Regions from separate parts of the Mus musculus genome. Here regions 2, 3 and 4 are each linked to region 1. The links are chromatin contacts, called in public HiChIP or PLAC-seq and Micro-C maps. All regions are on one chromosome and are shown on one strand. The core of a region is the stretch at or near the end of the contact, and the rest is flanking DNA. Distances in the headings are between cores, read along the strand shown.

Region 1 (4,051 bases), core at 655-3,154:
CATCCATACTTTCATTGTTTCCCCTAGGTAGCTACAAACATTTATATCTAAACACTTACCCATTACTTCTACTATTTTTTTGTTTATGTGTGTAATGCGTGTATATATAGGTATACGTGCGTATACATATGTGGAGGCCAGAGATCAGGTTCAGTGTCTTCCTCAACTGCTGTCCATCTGATATTTTGAGACAGGACCTTTCACTGAACTTGAAACTCATCAGTTTAGTTAGACTGACGGGCCCACAACACAGGGCTCTGCCTGTCTCCAGCATCTGTCTTTTTAACTTGGGATATGGGGAATTGAACTCGGGCCTTCATGCTTGTGAGGTAGGTACTTTACTGAGTCATTTCCTTTCAACATCAAATTGGAAAGTCTCCTTAGTTTTGGGCTTTTTTGTTGTTGTTGTTGTTTGTAGTTTTTTCCTTTAATAAAAATGTTATTATCTACTATCTATCTATCTATCTATCTATCTATCTATCTATCTATCTATCTATCTATTTATCTAAAGTATATGAGTGTTCTCTTGTGTATGTGCCACATGTGTGCCTGGTACCCATGAAAGTCAGAAGAAGGCATCAGATCCCCTGGAACTGGAGTTTCAGATAGTTGTGAGCCACCATGTGGGTGCTGGGAACCGGGTCCTCTATAAGGGTAGCCAGTGCTCTTAATTGCTCCAACCCAAGTTTTTTCTTTGATGACATTACTAACCAGATGGTCCATGCTGTCCATTTTTCCAGTAATGACCTTGATATGTTAATCAATATGTTTTAAGTTCTTTGGTTATTCCAACATCTATGTCATATCTAAAGCTGGCTTTGGTGGCTACTGAATATCTTCACAGTGTATCTTTCTTTTTCCTTTCTTTTTTCTTTTCTTTTAGTATAACCTGAAATCTCTGGCTAAACACCAGGTACCTGGTTGTACCTATAGTAGGTTCTGAGGTAAAACAAGCCTTTAATGAGCATGTCTACTAATCTGGCTTACAGCAGAACTTCACGTAGAGCTTGTATAAATTCCAAATGATTCAGATATTTTAGTGCCCTTGTTCCTAACTCCTCTCTTAGCCTTGGCTCTCTCTGCCCCTCAGACAGTGTCTGGCGCCTACATTTCTTTCCATTGTAACCCATTAAAGGGTTGTTGTGAAGTGATAGAGTATAGGGGAGGGGAAATCCTAGAGTTTTCTGACCCACCCTGAGATGTCGGTGGCCTGTATTCCAGGAGTTTGGCCTTCCAGGACATCTACTGATAACAGTGAGGGAAGGAGCTAGTGAATTTGCAGATGATCAGATAGAAATTTCCCAACCTGCAACACAAAAGAATAAAGAACTAAGAACTCCAGAACCTTTAAAAAGCTGCAGATGGTATCAAAATGGATAACACATACAGAACTGAAACACTGGAAGAAAAAGACAGAAAATTAGGATCACCTATTTGAAATTGCTATTTTCATAGTAAGTGAGGTGTTATCTATCAGACATGTAATTTTCAGCATAAAGTCAATGGTGGCTTTAAAAGGGAGAATTGCCTTATGTATGTTTCAATTTTATGTGCCTGGTTGTGGAGTGTCTCATTCCTTCAGTTAGGAGAAGCTTAAAAGATGCTGGGCAGTGAAAGAGTTAAAGGATTATTTCAAGTTAAGGATGAGTAATCTTTCCAGAGTGCGGGGCGTTGAGAGTAAAAGATACAGGAAACAGCAATAATATAAGAATAAAACCACCTCCAGAAAGCAGGCAGATGGCAAGGAGTATTTTTTACTATAAGATTTGTTTAATGCTGCACATTCCTCCATGCCCTCATTAAATGGATATATATTTATCCCAGAGAACACAGTATGACTGTTAATAGAACTATGACAGATAGTCTTATGTAGTATGAGTCACAGGAGTAGAAAATCATTCATTCACAAGGGTCTCATTCACTGAGAACCGAAACTTTCACAACGTGAGGTGTTTGTGGAATGACTGTGAGTACCACTAGGCCTCTTTTTTTTTTTTTTTTTTTTTTTTTTTGTAAATTGTCAGATTTTTTTTTTCCTAGCTGAGAATGTTCAGAAGTTGCCTATCAGTCATGTGCTGCTACATGACTCACCTGGCTTGAGTTACAACATCTGACCAGCACCACACTCAAGAAGCATTAAGTTCTTGAACATCTGTCATCACATCCAGAGGGTTTCAGGAACCCTTGAAGCTACTAATGCAGTGAACCTCAGCCTTCTGTTTAGCAAGTGGTAGCTTCCAAACAATTGATTAAGCCTCATTCCAAGCATGCTTTGACCTTGTTAACTTGGAACCTGCTTTCTTTCAACCGTATTTAGGAAGATGCTGTTCAGTGGATCTTTTCCAAACACCCAATAGAATGACTTCTTGCGTAGCAGTTTCAACCGCTGAGCATTAAAAGCTAGAGTCTACACAGAGCTCAGGATCTCACAACATCTTCCGTTTGCTTGCCGAAGGAACACAGCGGGGAAATTTCTATCTTAAGTAGCGAAGCTCACCATGCTTCTGGAATGAGACTCAAGCCCTAAAGTGTTCACAGCGTGGTGCAACCGAATGTTTTCTGTCTTCAGGAGATAAGCTGGAGAAGTTTTGTTTCCCTGGCTTTCAAAAACCTTTACTACAGAACATGATGAGGAGAAAAAGGCAAGCCAGACAATTCTATAAGAGGACTTCTTGGGCCAAAGCCCCCTTCAGACAGGAAACTGATGGCAAGTTTCTTCTGTTCTCTCACAAGGGAAGGAGACAGTGACAGCCAGAGTCACTGAAGTAATAACAAAGGGCAGAAGAAGAAATAAAGGTGAAGCCAAATCTTACTTTCTGTCCCAAAATAAGACCATACAATTCTTACCACCACCCACATCCATCCTTTAAATTCCCAAAGTTTGGTTTCCTTACCCAACCATGAAGAATCATGGTCTCTCCAAAGTGAAGAACAGAAAACCTACAACTCTCAGCATTTATATACATTGAGTCACATTATGGAGAGTCCAAATAGCATATGTAGACCTAGTTTTAGGTTTTAAAAACCTATTTTAAGTTGTTCTTCATTCCACATAAATGTTGGGGGCTACTTATCTTTTAATACCTTGTAATTTTAATTGGGTGGCAACCTTTGACCACCCTTGTAGTGATAAAAGATAGTGAATTGTCTTAAAATAAACAATAAAATAAACCCAAAACAAGCTTGCTAGTCTCAGCACCATGGGGTCAGGGACACTCATTAGCCAATGCCTTTCACTGTCAGAAACCAGTTCAATGTCTTTTAGAGAAACTGCTGTGTCTGTGTGGAACTGAAGATGTCCTCTGGTGGGATCTCCTTCCAAGGGCACATGATTCTAGGTAATGGTTTCTAATTTGCCTGAGAACTGATGTCCTCGCACGTTCTGCGCCTACTCTTCCACTGATCTCCCTCATTTTGTTTTGCTTCCAAGAGAACTGAAAGCCACCACTCTGATGTAGCCTCTGGTGAGACCCACACAAAAGTGGTACAGACCTTTCAGGCTCTGAAACACATTCAAGAGCAGAGACCTCACTTTGCTTTTCAGTCTCAAGATCAGTGCGTTTATTGGGATGGTGCTGACATAAAAAATGAAGGAGAACATCTGAGTCTAACAGCTGCACAAAATTTGGACTCGTGTAAACTGGTCTGACATCACACATTCTGCATGTGAGTTCCATGAGTTCTCCACATATGGAGCTAATAGAGTAACATGCAGACAAAGACCCTGTGGTTTATGGCATGATGAAGTCCAGAACTGAAGGAATGAAGCCAGGAAGACTACACTATTTACTGAATGAAGCAGGCTTTGGATAATGTCTCATTCTCACTGAGCTACTTAGTTTCACTAGGGAGATGCCAGACTCGGCCTGACACCAGCAATAAGCATTATGATGGGGCCGTTGGTCTGCACTTGTCCGAAGAGGGAGAGAGATCTTAGAGTTCTTTGCCTTGCTTGCTCCATGGAAAAATGCATGTGGGTGTGTAAACACATTGAAGTGGGGTTAAAGCTGTGCTTCTCCTCACAGACAGTGAGGAAAATGCAGGTAAAAGA
Region 2 (4,051 bases), core at 712-3,211, 240 kb before region 1:
CACCAGGAAGGCAGTAGGATTGGGCTTAATGGGATTAGGGTATGGAGGATGGTGGTACAGGAACCACTCACTCAGGAAAACGCATGGAAGGTGCATTCCTAGGATGCTGTGAGCCCTGGTGCTGTGGCATTCCCTGATACAAATGGTTCTGGTGTGCAGGGAGGTAATTCCCAGTGTCATTACCCAGGTCTCCTTGGCTGAAGCCATCTGTCAGCCACAGAGCATCCTACTAGCAGACAGAGTTGTGATGAAACACATTTGTTCAAACATGGGAAATGGTGTTTGAAAAAAGCCACCTTCCTCAATTTCCTTTGACGCTATTATCCTTTGTCATGTCAGAGAGCTGAGCCCAAGGATGGCCAAGAGGCAGTGGTAAACTCACAGTCCAGGGTCTGGGGGAACCATGGGATTGGTAGTTGTCCCCTTCCCTCCTGCCCCTGCAGTGAGGCAATAAAAGATGGATCTCTGAGGCAGTGACTGAGGCATTGTGCATTAACAGCTACATGGAGATTTTCATTTCAAATCTCATGTATTGACAGTTGAAACTGGAGCTGTTACATAAAGCATCACTCAATGTCTTTCAGAGACTCTTTCTCAACACATCATTCACATGCTAGAACACAGAGAGGCCTTTAGATCCATGGGGAAAGTTGAGTAAAGGGTCCAGGATTTGTGTGGAACACATTATGTCAAGACATGAGAATGACAGTCATGGCTGCTGACAGAGAAAGCTTGCTTGCCCAACAGTGACCCAGTATGGCTGCACCCTCATGGACCAGCTGGCAGTACAGACAGATTTGGGGAGACAGCTGGGGACTACTCATGAGAAAGTCAAAGATTTGCAACAACAAGGAGGTTGTTGTTCTTACATGTGTCTCTCTAACCCTAGGTAAGGTACCTTGCTTCAGGAGGCGAAGTGGGACTCTGTAGGTTGGTTTAGTCAGACAGGAGCTATCATCACATGGGCAAGAACGCCAAGAATGCCAGTCTCTGCTCTGACACGCAGACCCTGTTGGAAGAAGTACTTCCCGTGTTGGCTTTGTTCTTCTAAACACAAGTCCACAAAACAGGCTTCAGAGGAGACTTGGAACCTGGCCAGAAGCCACTTCAGGCAAGTCACAGACAGCGGTGAGTCCCACTCACCAGCCCTTGTTTTTCCCATGGGTCACAATACAATGACCTCACAGAACAGTTGGAAGAATGAGTTTAAACAGGGGTCATTAGGTTGGAGTTACTGTCTGAACAGGCTTCAAGAGGGTCTGCGAAGCCTGGCATTTTCATGAAGCACTTGTACATATTTACATGTGTCCTCTTGAGGAGGGCCTAGGCCCTGCCTTCTACTGCAATTTCAAAGAACGTTGGCACTTTCACAAGGTTAAGAATCACTGCTTGGGAACCGTGTGGATGTGTGACTGCAAGCATCCAGTTAAACTATGGCCAGCAAGAACTTTGGAAGTCAAAGGAACACAGAGGAGCATTTGCTGCGTGAGACTCACAGGGGAAAAAAAAGTAGAAAATGTGACTTTTGACCCTCTGTAGCAAACAGCACCTTTTGGACATGACCTTAAATGAAGTCAGTGGTTGAAACTGAGAGGATAAACAGCATATCTGACTGGTCAGAAGACGTTAAAAGCCTTGTAAATGCAGGTGGTAGAAGCAGACTGTTGGCTGCAGTGGTCGGAAGGTGTGTGCAGTGTGTGGGAAAGATGTTCAAAGGGAGGGAAGGATGGACAGGGGCAAGAACTTTCCTGCTTGGTCTACACCCCCACCCCACCCCCGAGGATGCTGGAGGAAGCTGAGCTCAGGAGCAGACCTTCAGTCATGGTCCATCCCGAATGTAGTTTCACATGTGCATGAACTGTTTTTGGTTCTTTAGCCTCTGCGCCACAGGCGAGGCTGAGGGGCTTGTGACTCACTGTGGGTAGAAAGGGATGACTTCCAGTGACTAACGTCTTTAGGCAGGAGGCTCTTCATTCTTGCTGTGAGACTCATAGGGCCTCTCCCACTTCCATCGCCGAAGTCCTCCAGGCGGGCCTCCTGCGACCACACCCCAAAATCTACTTACAGAAGACTAAGCAAAGCAGTTGGAAAGCAAGAAACAAATTTTGGAGAAAAAATGAGTCCATTGGAAGAGAACTTTGCTGACGCCTTTATATGTCTCTGATGATATGGGTGGGGCCGCTGTAATCCTTGCTGTGGAGATGACTCCCTGAGCTCTGCCTGGAGTTTGGCTCCACTGACTGATAAGGCTACCGGTCCCTGGATGGATCAAGGACATTTAAATAAATGCTGTCTCTTCAGAGATAATTTCTTAAGTTTGTGATTCCTAAATTTTATAGAGATACATAATGTCCATGCTGAAGGAAGGCATAGAGGAAATATTCTGGTCCTGTATCCGGCCTCTGATACTTCAAGCACATGTATCCTGCAACATCTTCCCTTTGCTGTCAGCTGGTCTTCTCATATCATCTGTCAAATCAGCCTTCTCCACCACCCTCCTATCCTTCACTTCCACCACACCTAGGGAGAACCATTATGGGGTCTAATTCATTGTATCACCAATGCATGCTGTACAGGAATCAATCAACTCCTGTTTCTACTTAACACACCACATCTATATGATCAGCGACCTCCCTGTATGAAGCATACTGATGTTAAACAACTCTTGATGTAAAATCCTTTCTGAACAGTATTTGTGCTGCAGCTGGTAAGAATTTCTTTTCAGTCTGCGAGAAGCTTCATCCACACTCAGCACTATAAAGCCCTCATGCTTTTTATCTTTCTTGAATTGTCCATAGGTATAGGGATACAGTTCACCAACAGTCCCTGCTAAAGTCAAATATCCTCTCTGATGCTATCTTTCACAAGACAACAATCCATTTACAGGAGAGAAAAACAACTCCCAGGACCAGAGATCCTCCAGCTAGAGAGAACAGACCCAACTTTTGCTTTCTTCATTAGTTTTAGTATGCTTTTTTCCCCTCTGCTGCTTCACTTCAGAAAAGACAGATAATCACCACCTTTATGAGTCAGAATCATAGCTCAGCACCTGCTAGGAAATTGAAAAATATTTCCCCATGTCACATTACAGAGTGACACTCATTGTCTTCACACGGCTGCTGGCATTCACGAGTTTGCCAAAGTGACTGCACTGGAGGCTCTGAAAGCCAGAGCGATAATGAAAAACAATGACTGAAGACATTGCCAAATGCCAGCACATAAAGATAGTAACATGAACTTGATAAACTCGGGCTTTCATTCCTTTTAAATTGTGCAGAGGTTAATAAAGGAGATTCTGTTTATCTCCAGCACAACAAAGTAACAGATGCAGGAAGTTCTGAGTGGTTTTCTTGTTTGTTTTGTCTTGTTTTTTTTAAATGCAGTCATTTCACTATTGGGCACAGAGTTCACTCCAGTCTGTGCTCATAAAGGAGAATCAATATGCTCAGTATCACAGGCCTAAGCTTAAAAGGGAAACTCATGTCCTGATGCAACAGCATTCAGCATGTGAAAAGGTAGGGACTGACAATAGAGCTTCTTGCCCAATTGCCACGTAAAGTAATAAAGATCAAAATATTACTGATCTACAGATGGCAAGTGAATGCTTGATATCTCTCCAAGCCAAGCAAAAGATGCATCAACGTTTTCAGTGATCTCTGCTGCATCTACACTGTAGCTTCAAGTGTGTTTCTGTTCAAGAACAATGTCCAGCTTCTCGGAAATGGGAAACACGGGTGCTGCAATACTTCAAGGACAGTCACATTGAAATACCCAGCCCAGCTGGCTGGTTCAATTCCAAGGCTGTGGTGTGGTCTCTGAAGATAGAAAAAGGGCAGTTCATGCCTTAGGTTATGGCGCTAGGAGGTGACTTTGTAGTTTAGAGGACCTGGCTTTCCTTTTGGGTAGGTGGTGATGGTTATATCCCTTGTCAGTTTTCATTATTTTTTTTCTTTATTGTCCCCAATGTGGGGATTGACAGAGCATATGTACACCCATTGAACATACCCATAACCGTATACTGCTTTGTTTGCTTTTATTTTTAAAGTATATA
Region 3 (4,051 bases), core at 952-3,451, 210 kb after region 1:
AGTAGCCCTGCATGACGCAGTACCCTCGGATATACAGCTCCCCAGGCACGTTCAGGTTGGTCAGCTCACCCGTCTCCACATTCACAATCTGGGCCTTCGTGTGAGGCATAATTCTGCCCACACTTCCAGCCTTCTGCTCCAGGGTGTCCTCGGGAAAGTTCATGAAGGTCACGGGACTGTTCTCTGTGGTTCCATAAACAACCACCAGCTCCTTCATGTTCATCTTGTTGATGATGGCTCGAATCAATTCCGGGGGTGCTGGGGACCCAGCAATCACACCTCCACGAATGCTTGTGAAATCATAACTGGAGAAGTCTGGCTGATTCAGAATATCCACAAACATCGTGGGTGTGCCATACAGGAGGGTGCCTTTCTCTCTGCTGATGGCTTCCAATGCCTTCTTGCCATTGAAGCTTGGAAAAGACAGGAGGAGAGTGGCACCATGCATCATAGACACCATTGTGCCCCCCACGGAGCCCAGGCAGTGGTACAGGGGACTGGGCAGGACCACGCGCAACTCCTCTGCAGTCTTTGTGGGCATCTTCAGACGCTGGCCTATCAGCATGGAGTTGTTTACGATGTTGTGGTGGGAAAGAGTGGCCCCCTTGGGGTTTCCAGTTGTCCCCGAGGTGAACTGGATGTTGATGGGGTCGTAGCAGGACAAGAACCGCTGGTTGTACCGCAGCTGGGCTAGGTTCTGTTCCTTGCCACCGGCTGCCACGATGTTATCCAGGAGCAGGGTCCCCGGCAGAGGGGCATCCACGGAGATGACTGTAGTCAGGTCTGGGAGTCTCTCACTCTTCAAGGCCCCTGGCTGAGCCTTTTCCAGCTCAGGACAGACCTGCTTCAGGATGTCGTAGTACTGCTGGGTCTTGAATTGTTTGGGAAACACAATACCTTTGCAGCCTACCTTTCTGAGGACATATTCCAGTTCTGAGGACTGGTAGGCTGGGTTCACAGACACCAGGATGATGCCTGCCTGGGCAGTAGCCAGCTGAATAAGTACCCAGGCATAGGAGTTGGGTCCCTGCATGCCCAGCCGGTCACCCTTGCGGAGGCCAATGCTCAGAAGACCAGAAGCAGCTTTGTCCACCTCCTCCTTGAGCTGCGCAAAGTTCAGCCTGATGTTTTCATGGAGGATAACCAAAGCCTCTCTGTCGGGGAACCTCTGCGCTGTGGCGTCAAGGCACTCGCCCACAGTTGTGTTCACAAGATGGGAGTCGGTGTGGCCCTGAATGTAGCTGAGGCCTCCAATGGGCAAGGGGTTGGTGCAGTTCACCATTCCAGAACTGAGAGCGCGGACACTCTGCAACTTCGAGTTCGGCCGAGGGCGAGTGAGCAGCGTCCGGGGGCCCCGCGCCCCCAGGCTCGCGATACACAGCCTCCCGAAGCGCAGCATCCCGTGATAGACAGCCATGGCTCGCTTCCGCCGCGGGTCTGGGCCAGGAGTAAAACTCCACAAGAGTTTTTTTATTTTCCAATTCTAAAGACTGTAATGAGAGAGTCTTTTAGAGGCTAAGAGGCTTTGTTGATTAAAATGATGTAATAGTAATAATAATAATAATAATAATAATAATAATAATAATAATAAATTAAACCATGCAGATGGCTCAGAGGGTAAAGACACAAACGTGACAATTTGGTTCAATCTCTGGGACCCAGAAAGTAAAAGTAGACAACTAACTTCCTCAAGTTGTGTTCTGACAACGTTGTGGCACGGCCCTCCAACCAATCAATCAATCAACTAATCATCAATCAACCAATGAGCCAATTGTTCAATCAATGTAATAAATTTAAAAAGAAATATAAAGTGCACATGTGGAATGAAATACCAATAACGTTAGTTAGTTCGTTAGCTAGCTGGTTAGTTAGTTAAAACAGTACTGCTTGTATGGTTGCTCATTTCGATTATCCAAGCCTGTCTCTGGAGACTGAGGCAGGCGAGTTAGAGAGCAGCTCTAAACTACACACTAAACTACAAATCCCTTCATTCTTTGTGGCATTGAGGCGCCACGTACCCTGAAGGATGCGGAAGTCTTGTTCGCATGCCCAATCGTACCTCGACGCTTGTGAAACGACGGCAAGATGGCCAATCCCGAAGCAGCGTACCCTGCGGAGTCCCGCCTCCGCGTTGCGCTGACGGGTCGCGGGCGGATACGCGGCCTTCTGAACCTTCCCTGCCTCCCTGCTCCCGGCCTCCAGTCTTCAGCTCGGCCATGGCTCCCAAAGGCGGCTCCAAGCAGCAGTCCGAGGAGGACCTGCTCCTTCAGGATTTCAGCCGCAACCTGTCGGCCAAATCGTCGGCGCTGTTCTTCGGGAACGCGTTCATCGTGTCTGCCATCCCCATCTGTGAGCTTCGGGCGGGCGGCGGTGGCGGCGGGGACGTGGCGGGCGCGGCGGGGAGGCCTAGTGTCCGGAGCAGCGTCCTCGGGAAGTCACTCGCGGCGTGCTTCTGAGCCGGGCGCGGGTTCTGGCCCGGAATCTCTTTTTGGTACACTGCCCTTCTCCTCACCACTGTTGGACACTAGGATGTCTTTAATGAACCGGGCGGGGGAGCCACTGATAAACCTTCACTGAATTAGCAGCGTGACCCGTGGCAAACCTCCCCTTACTCCCGAGCATCCTTTGGACGTGCAGAATGCCAAGTTAGGCCTTGCCCGAGGTCCGCGATCAGCCTTGTTTAGGATTTCAATAACTCCTAGAGAGCAGCTCGAGCCTTCTCGATTGAATGAGAAACTGCCCACTTGAAGGCCAAAACTGTCTCCAAGTCCAGGTTTTCCGAGTTTCCTGTCTCCTGACCCGCACTGCCGCAGTGCTGCAGGCCAATCATGTCCAAAAAAAGTTCTTTGTTATTTTGGCCTTGTAAAAAGCTCAGCTTGCAGTGAATGTGGTGTGGAGCCCCCTGGGTTCACTGGCCCGACAAAGCATTGTTTGGATTTCAGTGAGCAGCCACGTCAGCAAGTTAACCAAAGTTTTGGGACAGCGGTTGATTTAAAATGGCCCGTGTTTTAACTTCCTAGTATTCCATGAGTGAAATTGTTATTATTTGTAATCCCCACTCCCAGTTTGTTCTCAAGTTAGAAGATGAAATTTCTAGACTAGCAATATCCCCACAGCCTACCTTTCTGTACTGGGAAAGCCCTGAACTGGGACAAACCCAGTTTATTGTCTATCTCACCTCTAGTGAAGTTTTTCGGATACTGGGTGGGATTTACTGACTCTCATTTACCTGGCTTAGCTGTAGTCTGGCATGTGCAATGGGGCAGTGATGTTGTGTGTCCCTTGCTTTTGTCTTATCTCAGGGTTGTATTGGAGAATATGGCATATGGATCTCATCCAGTCTGCTGTGCTCTACAGTGTGATGACCTTAGTAAGCACTTACTTAGTAGCCTTCGCGTACAAGAATGTAAAATTTGTTCTGAAGCACAAGTAAGTACCCTAAACCCAACCCCAGTCTGCATATTTTATGTTAGGGGGTCTTAAACATGATTTATAAGCATTAGTTTGAAATGTGTATGTAGTTAATCGTGAACCATATGACACTTCTGTGGAAATAGGTTTTGAGGGTGGAGTTTGAATATTCATTCCCAGTCTTCAATTGATGGTTTGGTCAGAAAAACAAGTCTATTAAATCAATGAATGTTTCCGAAACTCAGTGGATTTCTTTCTAGAAATTATTTTAGGCTGCCCATTTACTAATTTTGGAAGCAAAAAATTAAAAATTCTCTGACATTTTCAATGCCAGTTACTTTTTTTTTTTTTTTTTTTAATCTTGTAAGTCTATTCACTGTAGAAGACAACCCTATTTCTTGAATTTCAAGATCACGTATAAGACGAATTATTTTACTAGCTTTAGGAGAAGAAAACCCAAGTTTTTTTTTTTTTTTACACAAAGTTCTTTCTTTTTAAAAAATTTTTATATGAGTATACTATAGCTGTTTTCAGACACACTAGAAGATAGCATTGGATCCCATTACATATATTCTATGAGCCACCATTTGGTGGCTGGGAATGGAACTCAGGACCTCTAGAAGAGCAGTTAGTGTTCTTT
Region 4 (4,051 bases), core at 653-3,152, 160 kb after region 1:
AGATCATTATATTCAGGTATTCACCTGGACTTCATATATTTTTAAAAATGCTTCTTTAATATTTATATAGCCTTTCTTTCAAGGAACTGGGAATACATTTAAATAATAAGTTGCCATGGCACCTTGGTAAACAGATTGTTGGGTTTAGAAGTGAAAAAATTTGGATGAGAAAAATAAAGGTACCCAAAATGGGCTTGTAAGGAAACATACCAGCTTTAACCTCATCTCTGCTTTCTTTTACCTCAAGCATAGAGGTTGACAGTCTATTGGGCAAGGCCATTATGGACTCTAGGGCCAGAGGCCTCTAGTGCACATATGTACCCTGCCACCACCACTGAACCTTGGGCAAGTTTCAATGCCCCCTCCATGCTTCAGCTGTGCCATTTTAGAATGGGCTAATAATAGTTAAATTAGCTGGAAGATGCAGAGTGACCTGAGCAACACTGTCATATAACAAGCAATTAAGAAATGCCAGCTGCTAGCATTGTCTTGGGCACTATAAATGATCACTTTCCTCATGCTCATAAAATTAGATCACGTTTAGGCATTACTAATTATTAAGGCTTCAGCTTAAAACTCCAGCATGAAACATTCCTTATGTTCCTGAGGGACAATGCATTTCCAGAGGAGAGTCAGAGTTGGTGATGCCACTTTTTTTTTTTTAATGGTTACAAGGAAGAGACTAGAGAAACGAAAGTAAGTTTTACCTAAAGCATTTCAACATATTAGAACACTTAAAATATGGATATTGTGTTAGAGGCACCAGTTTGCATCCTTGGCTTTGTAGCGTATACCATTTAGAAGCAGAGGATAGAAGACATTACAGAAGAAGCTGAAGTCCCTTCTGCAATGTTGCTAAGGGAAGTTAAGAGTCCATGGCTGGTAATTAAAATTAATTCGACGTATTGTGCATAAATTGGATCCTAATGAGAGGAGCAGTTGCAGTAAAATAATTAAAGAATGAAAATATTTTCTCAGAACAACAACAACAAACTAAAAAAAAAAAAAAAAGAAAGAAAGAAAGAAAGAAACCCCTCAAAGCCAAAGCCAGGGAGGCTGTCCATTCTCGGCTCATGTGTTTCTCTTCAGCTGCAGCTGGATAAAAAGGAAGCAGTGTGGAGGGCAGAGAGATGGAAAATCAAAACAAAACCTTTCATGTGGTTGGCTCAATCTGGGCAGGGCAAACAGGACACCTGTGAGTAACAGAGAAGGAAATCTTTGCAGACAGTGAAAGATAAGTCACCCGGCCGGGCACGGCAGCAAAACCAGCCTGGAAGTAAATGACAAGTGCCAGGGACCGGTGGCGACTTAAAGTCAGAGTACCTGCGGTGAATCAGAATCATAAGAATTAGATTCGGGAGAGACAAACTGTTTCTCAGTCACTTATGTCTTTAAGAGGATTCTTTTTTAAGAATGTGTTCAAGTTTACAATGTATTCAATTTCCCAAAGCGTAGGAGGTTTAGGGAGACTTCTGGTGAAGTTCAAAGACTAAGGAACTTAACTTCCCAGTGAGAGTTTATTTTAAATGTATCCATATTGGGTTTTTAAACTGTTTTTGAATTCTAACTTTAAAAATGAATGTTTAAAACAATTCTAGTTTCTAGCTGAGTAGCAGTGGCCCCTTTGCATCCAACAGAGCCCAGGATGGGTGTGCCCACCCAACCCTGATATCACAAGCTCTGGGGATTCCCTGTGGGCTCCCACTCGCCTTGGTACCTCTTCTTGGTGTGGGTAGTTTGGGGGGTGGGGTGGGTGATAGAACATTTTTTTAAAAATCTGTTTTTGTAAGTTTCAAGACAGAGAATGGAATCAGGTGGGAATATTGTAGAGTCTTCTAGCCAGTTCTGAAGCACTGATCTCTAACTCCGCCCACCGCTAAGCTGGTGCCAGTCACTTCCCACATTGCTGTGGAATTATAAGTATGCAGATTAATTCCCTCCCCTATGAACTTCTCCAGGGCAGGGGCCAAGCCTAGTCATTACTGCGTTTCCAGTTCATCACAATGAGTAACACAAAGTTGGTGTCTAATAAATATTTATTGCATAAATAAAAGCTCAGAGGGCTGGGCTGTTCCTCACCTCTAAAATGAGAAATACTCTGTTATTTTATAAGACATAACTTGATTCTCCAGATAACATCTCTCTTTGCCATGTGCCTTATTCATTCTTTCGACCCTTTGGCTCAGGGGATCTTCGGCTCTAACCACTAGCAACCTGGACAGAAGACTGGCCTAGCAAACTGGACCACCACGGGTGCCTCTCTAAGCACTTGAAATGAGTCTCCCAGGGACTGAGCCAAGAGTCTACCAACTAAAGACCAGCTGCAGAGTTTGGGAAGTGGAGTGGACACAGCGGATTTGTCGCTTGCACATCTGAGGCATGTGAAGTCTTTAAATGAGGGTACACCCAGCTCCCACAAACCCAACGAGCCAAGCTGGGTGAGCCAGCTGCTTTCACTTTGCTGAGAGGAAACTGCTTCTCAGTGTTCCAGTGTAGTTACTTGGCCAGATTTTCCCCGGGATGGTAATGAGGACAGTGAATGTTGGCTGTTCACAAACCCTACTTATAAATGAGCGATTCTAAACTCTAGCCCCCAGGGCCAGACAGGCTGAGTGAAGCCTGCTGGGGAAGTCGGCAGGGATGGCTGTCCTCAGGGGCTAGAAACTGCAGCTCAAGCAGGAATCTGTGCCCAGTGTTGCCAGGCCTGATTTTTCAAGGGATGCCAGATACGCAGATTATATGGGCATTTCCCCGATTAAGCAAAACAAAACAGATCCAACTGAGCAGGCAGATGGAACCCTAAACTGCTAGGTATTTTTGAAATCTGCAGTTCAACCAGGTGAAGGAGCCTGTTACCCTGTGACTGGCAACAGAAGATTCCTAATCTTCTTTATTTATTTTGTTGGTTTTGTTTTTTGTTTGTTTGTTTTGGCTTTATGATTAACTAGAAACTTTGAAATTTTTACAAAAACAAGGACCATATAAAGGTGAAGTAGTTAGCGCACATGTGGAAGTGAACTAGTAGTATTTGCATTTTAATTGCATTTTAATTCCCTTATAGGCAGCTTGAATCTGTTATAAATGCTAACATCTGTATACATATGACTATGAGTTTATGTACAGAAACACGCATGAATGTTTATTTTTAAGTCACTGATCATTGGTATCTACTTTAAGAATATATTGTTGTGCCAGATTGGGTTTGAGTTTTGTATTTTTTTTTATTCATCAGAACCATGGGATAGAAATTCATCCTTTGCCCGGAGTTGCTTTGTTTTGAATGTGGGGAAATGAGAATACATTTCAGGCTTTGATCCCTGGACCAGATTATTTTCTGTCTCACAATGAGGTCACAGACAGGACATGGGAACAGAGCACATGCTGAGAACCTGCACTGGCCCACGCAAAGGCCATCTTTCAGGGCCTCTGGCGTGACTGCTTTGCTTTTATTAAAAAAAATAATAATAAAGTAATAATGGGAATGAAAGGCCAGATCATCCCACTTCGGCTCTGTCTTAGTGTATGGAGAGGCTGGAGGATTGTGATGAAAAGCCGAACTATTAGTCATTTTGATTTTATTAAAATGGAATTCTTTTTCTCAAAATTTCTGTGACTAGCAATAAATTTAATGTCTACCTGGAAGAGGGACTGGAAAATGGCTCAGTGGGCTCTGAGCACTTGCTACCCTTGGAGAGGACCAAGAGTTTGATTCCCAGCATCCAAGTTGGTGGCTTACAACTGCCTGTAACTCCAGCTCGAAGGGATCTGACACCCTCTTGTAGCCTCCAGGGACATAGACAGACAGACATGCAGACACACAGACATACATACAGAAAGAGAGAGAGAGAGAGAGAGAGAGAGACAGTCAGAAAGACAGAGATAATAAATAACCACTGGAAAAGTACCCTTCTAGAACTCAGAAGAGAACTCAAAAGCTAGTATCTAGTATTACTATCACCTTATACTACTAAGTTAATAGTATACTATTACTTTAAACTACATTTATGATTTAAACGCTGATACTACAACTGTGGCTTGGGCTCAGCAGTGT

Evidence for each region. Hi-C and Micro-C count contacts between places; a contact is called where the count stands out from the background. HiChIP or PLAC-seq counts read pairs in DNA pulled down with a chosen protein or histone mark.
Region 2: a FOXA1 HiChIP or PLAC-seq map of pancreatic cancer cells shows a contact between it and region 1. The contact joins two enhancer-like sites. A contact is called at or near these places in 1 of 484 Hi-C or Micro-C datasets (the HL-1 cell line) and 1 of 115 datasets of contacts at active chromatin or transcription factors (pancreatic cancer cells).
Region 3: a contact with region 1 is called in a Micro-C map of the HL-1 cell line, with 3 times the contacts expected there. The contact joins the promoter of Ssr3 here to the enhancer-like site in region 1. A contact is called at or near these places in 2 of 39 promoter capture datasets (liver and pre-B cells), 1 of 484 Hi-C or Micro-C datasets (the HL-1 cell line) and 1 of 9 other capture datasets (adipose tissue).
Region 4: a FOXA1 HiChIP or PLAC-seq map of pancreatic cancer cells shows a contact between it and region 1. The contact joins two enhancer-like sites. A contact is called at or near these places in 2 of 115 datasets of contacts at active chromatin or transcription factors (astrocytes and pancreatic cancer cells).

What each region holds. Positions count from the first base shown.
Region 1 is chr3:65,601,559-65,605,609 of GRCm38.p6, reverse strand. No RefSeq gene overlaps it. Among named protein-coding and RNA genes, the nearest start is that of Gm34924, 23 kb to the right of the region's middle. Within about 2 kb of position 1,904, at least 39 of the 459 cell types and tissues checked have an H3K27ac peak or open chromatin away from gene starts, as enhancers often do. A contact at or near this core is called in the HL-1 cell line and pancreatic cancer cells, where this site is marked.
Region 2 is chr3:65,842,416-65,846,466 of GRCm38.p6, reverse strand. No RefSeq gene overlaps it. Among named protein-coding and RNA genes, the nearest start is that of Gm25755, 73 kb to the right of the region's middle. Within about 2 kb of position 1,961, at least 65 of the 459 cell types and tissues checked have an H3K27ac peak or open chromatin away from gene starts, as enhancers often do. A contact at or near this core is called in the HL-1 cell line and pancreatic cancer cells, where this site is marked.
Region 3 is chr3:65,390,703-65,394,753 of GRCm38.p6, reverse strand. Ssr3 (signal sequence receptor, gamma) reads left to right here and starts at 2,201. Exons shown (of 5, transcript NM_026155.3): 1 at 2,201-2,349; 2 at 3,303-3,429. The coding sequence starts at 2,217. It also overlaps the pseudogene Gm5540.
Region 4 is chr3:65,440,317-65,444,367 of GRCm38.p6, reverse strand. No RefSeq gene overlaps it. Among named protein-coding and RNA genes, the nearest start is that of Gm34576, 7.1 kb to the left of the region's middle. Within about 2 kb of position 1,902, at least 175 of the 459 cell types and tissues checked have an H3K27ac peak or open chromatin away from gene starts, as enhancers often do. A contact at or near this core is called in pancreatic cancer cells, where this site is marked.